Regions from separate parts of the Mus musculus genome. Here region 2 is linked to region 1. A link is a contact called in public HiChIP or PLAC-seq data. All regions are on one chromosome and are shown on one strand. Each heading gives the region's core, a stretch centred on a gene start, on an enhancer-like site or on the middle of the called end of the contact. The rest is flanking DNA. Distances are from core to core; before and after follow the strand shown.

Region 1 (4,182 bases), core at 523-3,022:
CGAGCAGATTCCAGCACAGCCATTAACCTCCAGCAACAGCGCAGCTCCCACTGCAAAGGGGCCAGGAGATTGTACTAATCCCATTCTAAAGAATGCTGGACTTTTGCCTATTGATGGGAAAAGTGGGGGAGGGTGCCAGAGGAAAAGCCAGGGTGGAGGAGGAGACAGGGGAAACAAAGCTTCGTCCCAGTCCAGTACATTAGCACTTAAGGAAGATTACAAATAGGTCTTACCAATTTACAGAACAGTTAATACACAAAGATGCCAGCTATGCCCATTAAGGATTTTGGTTTGGGGTTTTGACTAAACCCACCCGCCAGCACCAATGAAGAAGGGTGCATTCCACCAAACAGCTGGTATGATTCATTATGCTTCTCATGTGCTTGTTTTGTTTTGTGTTTTCCCCTAATTTTTTCATCCTCCAAAGAAAATAACGAGGCACATTCATAAGGAAGTCAGTTTTTCTGTCTTGCATCAAAGAGAAAGGGAGAGAAAGGGCAGGGGTGGGGTGGGGAGGGGAGAAAGTGATTGATTACTAGAGTTCAATTAGTTGGTCATTTACCTGCAGTCACCTGGAAGTTTACAAGACCCATGCTTGGGACTGCAGCCCTGTCGGCAGATAGCTGGAAAAAAAATCGGAAAGTTACATTAGCGCTGTCTATGCCTTTCGGGCCACAGTTATGTAAATGGTCTAGTACATAGAATTGGGGGCCCAATAAATCCAGGTTCAAACTCCAAGGCCATGTTAGTAGAACCTCAAGTCACAACATTGTTTGGGGACAAATGATTAGGGGGTTCCTCAACATGCTTATTCCTTGAGCCCTGTCAGGGCCTAGTTCCCCCCTCATCAAGAGGAAAAATGAAGATATTCATTCATTCATTTGCCTTCCCTGCCCCAACATGGTCCTAGCATGGTATTTTCAGGTGAGCCTCCCACTAAATGCCTGGTTTCAACAATCCCATGGAGCTAAAAAACCAGGCAAGCTGATCTTGCAGACAAGTAAGCTTACAAGCTGTTCTATACTTGCTCACAGAAAGAAAGAAATCAAGTGGACACTTAAAAAAGAACACAGAACCTCAGTAATTGCTACTGAATTTTAAAATATTGAGCAATTCCTTCTGTCATCAATTCCAGTTTAAGCAAACTACTGTCGCCAGATACCAGGAGACAGGACTACTTCCTCAGAGACCAAATATCCTCTCCTGCATCATTCCACACAATTTAAAGCTAAAAGAAGGAGTTTATCTAATGATTTTCCAAGACCACCAAGGTATATTATATGTCCGTGAGGGCATAGCATCTGTTGTGCTGTGACCTCCAACTCTATTGCTAGGAATTAGAATTATTTAATTCTAGTATAAGGGGCAAAAGACAGTAAGGGACTCCCAAGGTTACCACCTACTTCCCCCGCCTCCTTTAATGCCGCAACCTCAAAGATGCCCAGTGAAACGTGCTGCAGTGACATGTGAGCTCAGTGACAGTCATTGCCCATAGCACTGTCTGTTCAAACACCACTGGCTTGGCCTGGTCCTGTTTGGCATCAGGCTCTTCTCAGAAGCAGTCTGAGGAGGAGATTTGGTAATAGGAGGAAGGAATGGGGAGCCAGATGAGGCCTAAGGAGGAGCTGAGCAAGGATGTGGTCTCAGCTGGGGTCTGACTTCAGTGTGATCCCAGGGGAACCTCCAGAGTGTGAATCTTACTCCACAGTGTTAAAGCAAAGAGGCTGGCCTTCCCAACATCCCCATCCCCCCGTGTCAGCCACTCAGTAACTGTTCGCTGCAGGGATGGGGCAGAGAGTGGCTCCTGCCTGGCCAAGGACAACTCCCTGGAGAAGGAGCAGCTGCGAGCTCTTAGCAGCCAACACTCACAGCAGCTGGGGGATGGGGACACCAGCTGGTAACGGGGACTCCAGACAGGGCACTAACAGAATCTTCTACATACAGCATCTACATGCTTCAGTCTAAGATAATGATAGCGGCAGCATCCCACCCTGCCACCCGACTGCTATAAGGGTGAGAACCTGGTACCCAAACTGATAAGCCAACATCATTTGCAGTTTTATGCATCCAGTTGCATGCTTGGATACCTTTGTTGCAATCAGGACCCATCCAGCCTTCCATGCAAGTTTTGTTGCCGTTCTGGTCACAGGCATAATGTCCAAAGAAGTCATCTCTGGGACGACAGAACTTATTGCAGCCAAAGCCATAGTAGTGGTCATCACAGGTCACTCGGATCTGATACTCGAAGTGGGCAATCCCTGTGTTTTGTTTCAGTGTCTGCCATTGCCGGCTAGGGTTTATCATGCCTGAGTGAGAAGCCTTTTCAATTATGCTATCAGGTTCTAGAGGGGGAGAAGAAGATGAAACTCATTAACAGTCACATAAGCATCTTCCGATTTGACCATTTTGCCTACTTTCGGACTAGAAACACACACAGTACAAAAATCAAACTGTTATTAAAAAAAAATAGTAACAAGAGCTGTACCCTCGTTTTTGTATGCCAATTTACCATTCAAACTAGTTGTCAGGTGCCTGGAAACAACATTGAATAAATGCACCTCTTCCTTGATCTGTAGGCATTCAAGACATTAGAGTTAGTCTCTTGCAGGGATGGAGAGATAGATGGCTCAGTGGTTAAGAGCACTGTCCTGAGTTCAATTCCTAGCGACCACATGGTAGCTTACAACCATCTGTAATGGGATCAGATGCCCTCTTCTGGTGTGTCTGAAGACACCAACAGTGTACTCACATACATAAAAAAGAAAGTCTTTAAAATATATATATATATATATATTTTTTTTTTAAGTTAGCCTCTTGTTATTCAAAGCTACAATAAGCATGTTGAATGCATGTTGGCCAGCAGCAAGAAATACCCTAACAGATTCAGTGGACACAAACAACACATTCCATCCCCAGGTGATGCACAGATACCTGCCAGCAAAACCTGCAGACCCTCAGCATAAGGTGCTACCTCAGCAACAGTATCACAGCTCAGTTTCTCATCTCTGCACAACAGGTCCAACAGATACAATAGTATCTCCTGTTTTAACTGACCTTTAGTGACAGTATTTTTATTTGTTCCTGTGATCCGTATCCTTTGCCAACTTTTCTAACATATTGCTGTCCATAGCAAATGTTCAAAAACTCCTAAATGTTATAGAAAGCTGCGCCTTAGGAGATTTTGCTCTGAAAGAAATTTTACTATTCCAGACAAGGTTAGTGTTTTGTTTTGTTTTGGTTTTTTCTTTTTTACATTTTACTTGCAAGTCTTGCTTAGAAAAAGTTCCATTTCAAAATTCCTCACTGAGGGCCAAGGGGTGAATTGTAATATGTGAAAAACAAACCACTAATAAACTCTTTTAAGCTGGCATTCCATCAGCAACAGCAAAAACATAATTCAGTTCACTCTTCTCATCATATGACTAAATTCATCTCAGCCTGCAGACAGGTAGGTCAAGGCATTCGGTTTGTTTGTGTCTGTTTTAAGTCAGGTACCTTAAAGATGCCTGAGAGGCAAAGCAAATGTCTAGAGCCCAACAGTTCCCAGAAGCAGTATGACTGGCCCCTCTCCTGAGGTCACCTACAAGCTAGTCTAAGAGACAGGTACTAAAATAGCTTTAAAGCCCAGAAGCAAGAAGTACAGGAGGATGTGAACAGACAAGGCTCTAAGTCAGCACTCAACCTGGTGCTGTGTTTGTTTTCTTAAACCTGCTAGTCATCACCTTGTCAAATTCAAGGCCACCTTGGAGAGGCAACTTAGGACCTACTTTCAATGTCTTTGTGATTCCTGTACACCCACACCACTGTTTTTCTAGGCCTTGAGCCTGTGCTCTTTGACAAAGCTAGACAAGCCCTACAGGTGACCAGGAGAACAACTCCTGGGTGGCTCTATGCACAACCAACACAGCCCCAGCCAGTCTGGACCATGGTGTGGGTAGGGCAATCCTTGAAAGCCCACGTATCTGTAGCTTACATTCAGTAACATGTAGAACCACGTGCATGCATGTCACACTGTACTCAAGTTTTTGCAAATACACACAGACTAGAGAATGGCAAAAATGCCTCTCCACTAACTGCCTGTTTGCTTTGCTGGTTCCGTTGAGAAATGTAGTGGGCTATTCCGGTGTTGCTCTAAGAGCTTAATGAAGGAATTATTAAACACAGTAGCCATGTGCCTTAACA
Region 2 (4,182 bases), core at 1,018-3,517, 710 kb after region 1:
AGAGTAAACATGCAGTTTTTTTTTTCTTTCTTTCTGGGTTTGAGTTACCTTACACAGTCTAATATTCTTCAGCTGTATGCAGTTACCTACATATTTCATGACTCTGTTTTATACAGCTGAATAGTAATCTATTGAGTATATTTAGGTCATTCCATTTCCTAGTTGTGAATAGAGAAGCAAAGAACTTGGCTGAGGTAGTGGTGGTGGAGGAGGTTGCTGCGTGTTTTGAGTGTATACTAACATAGCAAGGTCATATGGCAGATCCACTTTGGCTTTCTGGTAACTCTTCATACTGATTTTCTATAGTGGCTGAACTTGTTTCCATCCAACTGAACAGTGAGAGATGCTCTCCCTTTCACCATGGCCTCATCAGCATTTGTTGTCAGTTATGGCTTTTTTATTCCACATTAGCCATGCTGAGTAGGGCAAGACAAAAATCTCGAAGTCCTTTTAATTCGCATCTCCATAATTACTGAGAACGTTAAACATTTTTGAATATTTTAAACTTTTTACTGCCTTCATTTTTTGCTTGTTTTTGTTTGTTTGTTTGTTTGTTTGTTTGTTTTTAAACAGGGTTTTCCCTGTGTAACAGCATTGGCTATCCTAGAACTCACTTTGTATACCATGCTAGCCTCCAACTCACAAAAATCCACCTGGCACTGCCTCTTGAGTGCTGGGATTAAAGACCACAGCATATAATATATTTTGACCATATTCCTTTTCCTATCAGATGATACCCACTCCCTACAAGAAATATCTGTTCCGATTAATAGTCCATTTTTAATTGCATCATTTGTTTTCTTAATTACTTGGTTATTATTGTTCTTGTTTTTTATATGTTCTAAATATTAATCTGCTACCAGATATATAGCTGGCAAATATTGTTCCCACTCTTTGCATTTCTTCTTCACTTGATTGTTTCCCTTGCTATCCATAAGACCTTTAGTTTTATGAAGTTTATATAGGCAGTCAGTGCCCTTAATACCTGACTTTCTTTAAGGATCTCACACTTATTCTTTATATCTTTCTCCGTGTATGACATTGTCACTTTCAAGATGGGTTGCTGGATATATGATCTTCATTTTGCTTCTCTAAGTTTTCTGACCTACCACCAGGCATGAAGTAGCACTGCTGAGGATGCTAGAGGCAACAGTTAGATTACCTCTTTGCAGTAATGTAATGGGTAGAAAAAGACCCCAAGTTTTATAAACAGTATGTTGGGCTCTATCAAGGTGACATAATGGTTTTGTGATGGGAGACATCTCTGCTGACCCCTGAGGGTCATGGGGAAGCTGTCATACATTCTTGCTTTTTCAGTGATGTCCAGGGCTGTGCTTTCCATGAACTCTATCATAACAGATCTGACTGAATGAACCAATCAATCAGTGATGGCTGGAGGTTCTGGCCTTGGCCGTGGGAAGCACTTTGGTTTATGGAGCCTTTAAACTTCTGTTATGAGGAGCTGTTTAGACAAGTTAAGTTGTACAGTTTCACTTTGGGGAGGAAAGAGATTTTCCTTCAGTTTTTATTCATTACTTATTGCAAAAGTGATTTTGCAATGACGGATTTCGAAATTTCTTCCTGGGCTTCTAAACCACCATGGTGTTCAGCAAGCCCAAGCAAGTTTTCAAAAGCAGGGTTTTCCCTTCAAGTCTTACCTCTCAAGCTGCTAGAAGGAAGCTTTGCATATCCGTGTATGTGTAGGGCACAGAACTGATACAAGAATGGTGGAAGGACTGTAGCAGTAGGTGATGGATGTGTCCTCAGAATTTTGCCCCTCCTTAAATACTTCCCATTGATCACAAAATCTCCTGCTAAGATACAGGTTCTGTGGCTTGCCTTACAGCACACTGTTCGTGAGTCCTATTTTGTGCTTCTCTAGCATGGTTTCCACTGTATAATTTCCAAAGCAAAGACACTGAAGCTTGTTCCAGAAATGTCCTTTTCAATGATTGAGCAATGAAATAAATACACACACACACAAAAAAAGCAGAATGGGGGAAATGGTGAGTGTTTGAGTCATTGGGTAGTTTTGTCCTTTTCTGTATTTTTATTAGAGTTTTCTTTTATGATTATTGATCTCCATTAGCATTATAATTATAAATACTTGATAAGTTTCTCTCTTTGATCTGGCCTACTTGTCATTCAACAGTCTTTTAAAGGGTGGATTCTTTCTTTCAATCTTGACATTTGCTATTGTTCTCATCCCTGAATGGCTTGCTTGCTGCTCTCAAAAGCTGCCCAGCATCACTGAGAGAGTATATTGCAGTATCAAGTACCATGGCTTCAGGCTCTGCCACAGCTGCCCACTTTCTAAAAGCTCCCTTTATTCTTTACAACTGCACTTACTCAATTGAGACTAACAAATGTCAGCTCTTTTCTACCTTTCATACAGCGGGTGCATGCACGAGCACAAGCACTCGCACGCGCGCGCGCGCGCACACACACACACACACACACACACACACACACACACACACACAAACCCCTTGCAAGTGTAATAAATCCCTATTTCTGCACAGGATGCATTAATATACCTTGCAATTGCCTGCCCCTGTTGGTTTTAGTCCTTGGCCCTTTTATTCCCTTCCTTTGTACTTCAGCTTCCTCAGCTCCGGTATTCCCAGCCTTAAAATCCAAGTTGCAAATGCAAAAAAACAGGCCCACCCATTTAGGAGGAATTGAATGGTTCTGATTGTAACAAACATACTTCTGCATGGCTCTGCTCACTGAAGCACTCCGAGTTTGGCTCATGAGAAGCAGCAAATCTTAAATTCAAGACTAATCTATGAGTCTCAGACTGAAAAGCACTGTGGGGGAAAACGGGAATAGGCAATGGAGCATTGTGTTACAGAACATTATATACAATAGGCACACTATATTATGGCATATATTGTATGTATCTGCATACAATATATTTTTTACCAGACCCCATACACATACACATGTGTGCATACATACACACATGCATGTGCATACACACACACACACACACACACACACACACACACACACACAGGACACCGCACACAGAGAAAAAAATAGAATCTTCCTACTCAGTGTGATTTGGTTTTTTTGCTTTTTTTTCAGCCTCATATAGTAATATTACTTCTTAGAAATAGCTATATTTTGATGTCTAGAATTAACCATGATGATAATAGCAGTAGGCAGTTTCCACAAACATGAAGATGGATCTATCTTCATTGAGTAAAACATATGAGATGAAAAACCCCTTTACTTCATCGCAGCCCACTAGGTAATGATCAAGGCTTTCCATACAAAGCTAGAAGTTTTCTGAAGACTTATTTATGGTTTTATAGAACAACTTAAAGGATTATTAAATTCATACGGACCTGTGAGTGCCCATGTCTCTTTAAAAATATGAATGGGAGCTTTCTCCAATCCTTGAAGAGTCAAGAGGTAGGTCATACTTGAGTGGTAGTATTTGCATATAGAATTTCTAAGGTTCCTTTTCAAACCAAAATTTCGTGACTCTCTGCTAATGCCATTTTTATTTTCATTCATTCATTCACTCATTCATTCATTCATCTCAAAGAACAGTCTACAGACCTTAAGCATTGACCTCAAGGTACTGCAGGAGACTTGGTTAGGAATGCCACCTGCCGCCTGAGGACCTGTACCACAAAAGGTCTCATATATACATAAAAATAGAGAAGTCCAATGGTCCTAATCCTTTTATTTATTGAATAATAAACTAATTGCCAAAACATGAAATGAATTCCCAAAGTTGCTACATGAATTTACAGCTCCTACAATTATGATTTTATTGTATGAATCAACTGTTTCTTTTAGAGTCTCTCTTTCCTGACTGTTTGGTTTTATCATTGATGTCTTGGGCTTGGCATGACACTATAGACATTTCCTAAGTCACCTGCATTAGGACCTTCTGCATTGGCAATGGTTTTGAGTGCATCACCCTCTAGGCACTTTCAGGCACTGAACATTTGAAAAAGGACTGGGACTGTTCAGTGCTAGAGGAGAAGACCTCTATCTTTATGTTATAGTGATGGCTCAGCTTTAACATGGGAAGGGGCATTTAAGGGCTTTGGTTTAGATAGAATGGAATATAGTAGTACCTTCACCTTTATTACAGGAAAAACAGATTACATTTGTCTTAGTACAAGAATAGTGTCCAACAAAAAAGAATCAAGGTTGTTATTT

Evidence for each region. HiChIP or PLAC-seq counts read pairs in DNA pulled down with a chosen protein or histone mark.
Region 2: an H3K4me3 HiChIP or PLAC-seq map of embryonic basal ganglia shows a contact between it and region 1, with 5 times the contacts expected there. The contact joins two enhancer-like sites. A contact is called at or near these places in 12 of 39 promoter capture datasets (the 3T3-L1 cell line, the C10 cell line, HPC-7-derived erythroid cells and 8 more), 1 of 15 datasets of contacts at CTCF or cohesin (the NIH/3T3 cell line), 4 of 484 Hi-C or Micro-C datasets (the AML12 cell line, embryonic stem cells, epidermal suprabasal cells and 1 more), 14 of 115 datasets of contacts at active chromatin or transcription factors (the NIH/3T3 cell line, astrocytes, craniofacial prominence and 10 more) and 1 of 9 other capture datasets (embryonic stem cells).

Annotation. Positions count from the first base shown.
Region 1 is chr2:137,099,494-137,103,675 of GRCm38.p6, forward strand. Jag1 (jagged 1) reads right to left here. Exons shown (of 26, transcript NM_013822.5): 4 at 2,088-2,342; 5 at 563-623. Among named protein-coding and RNA genes, the nearest start is that of Jag1, 15 kb to the right of the region's middle. Within about 2 kb of position 1,773, at least 27 of the 459 cell types and tissues checked have an H3K27ac peak or open chromatin away from gene starts, as enhancers often do. A contact at or near this core is called in embryonic basal ganglia, where this site is marked.
Region 2 is chr2:137,806,229-137,810,410 of GRCm38.p6, forward strand. No RefSeq gene overlaps it. Among named protein-coding and RNA genes, the nearest start is that of Gm14062, 69 kb to the right of the region's middle. Within about 2 kb of position 2,268, at least 46 of the 459 cell types and tissues checked have an H3K27ac peak or open chromatin away from gene starts, as enhancers often do. A contact at or near this core is called in embryonic basal ganglia, where this site is marked.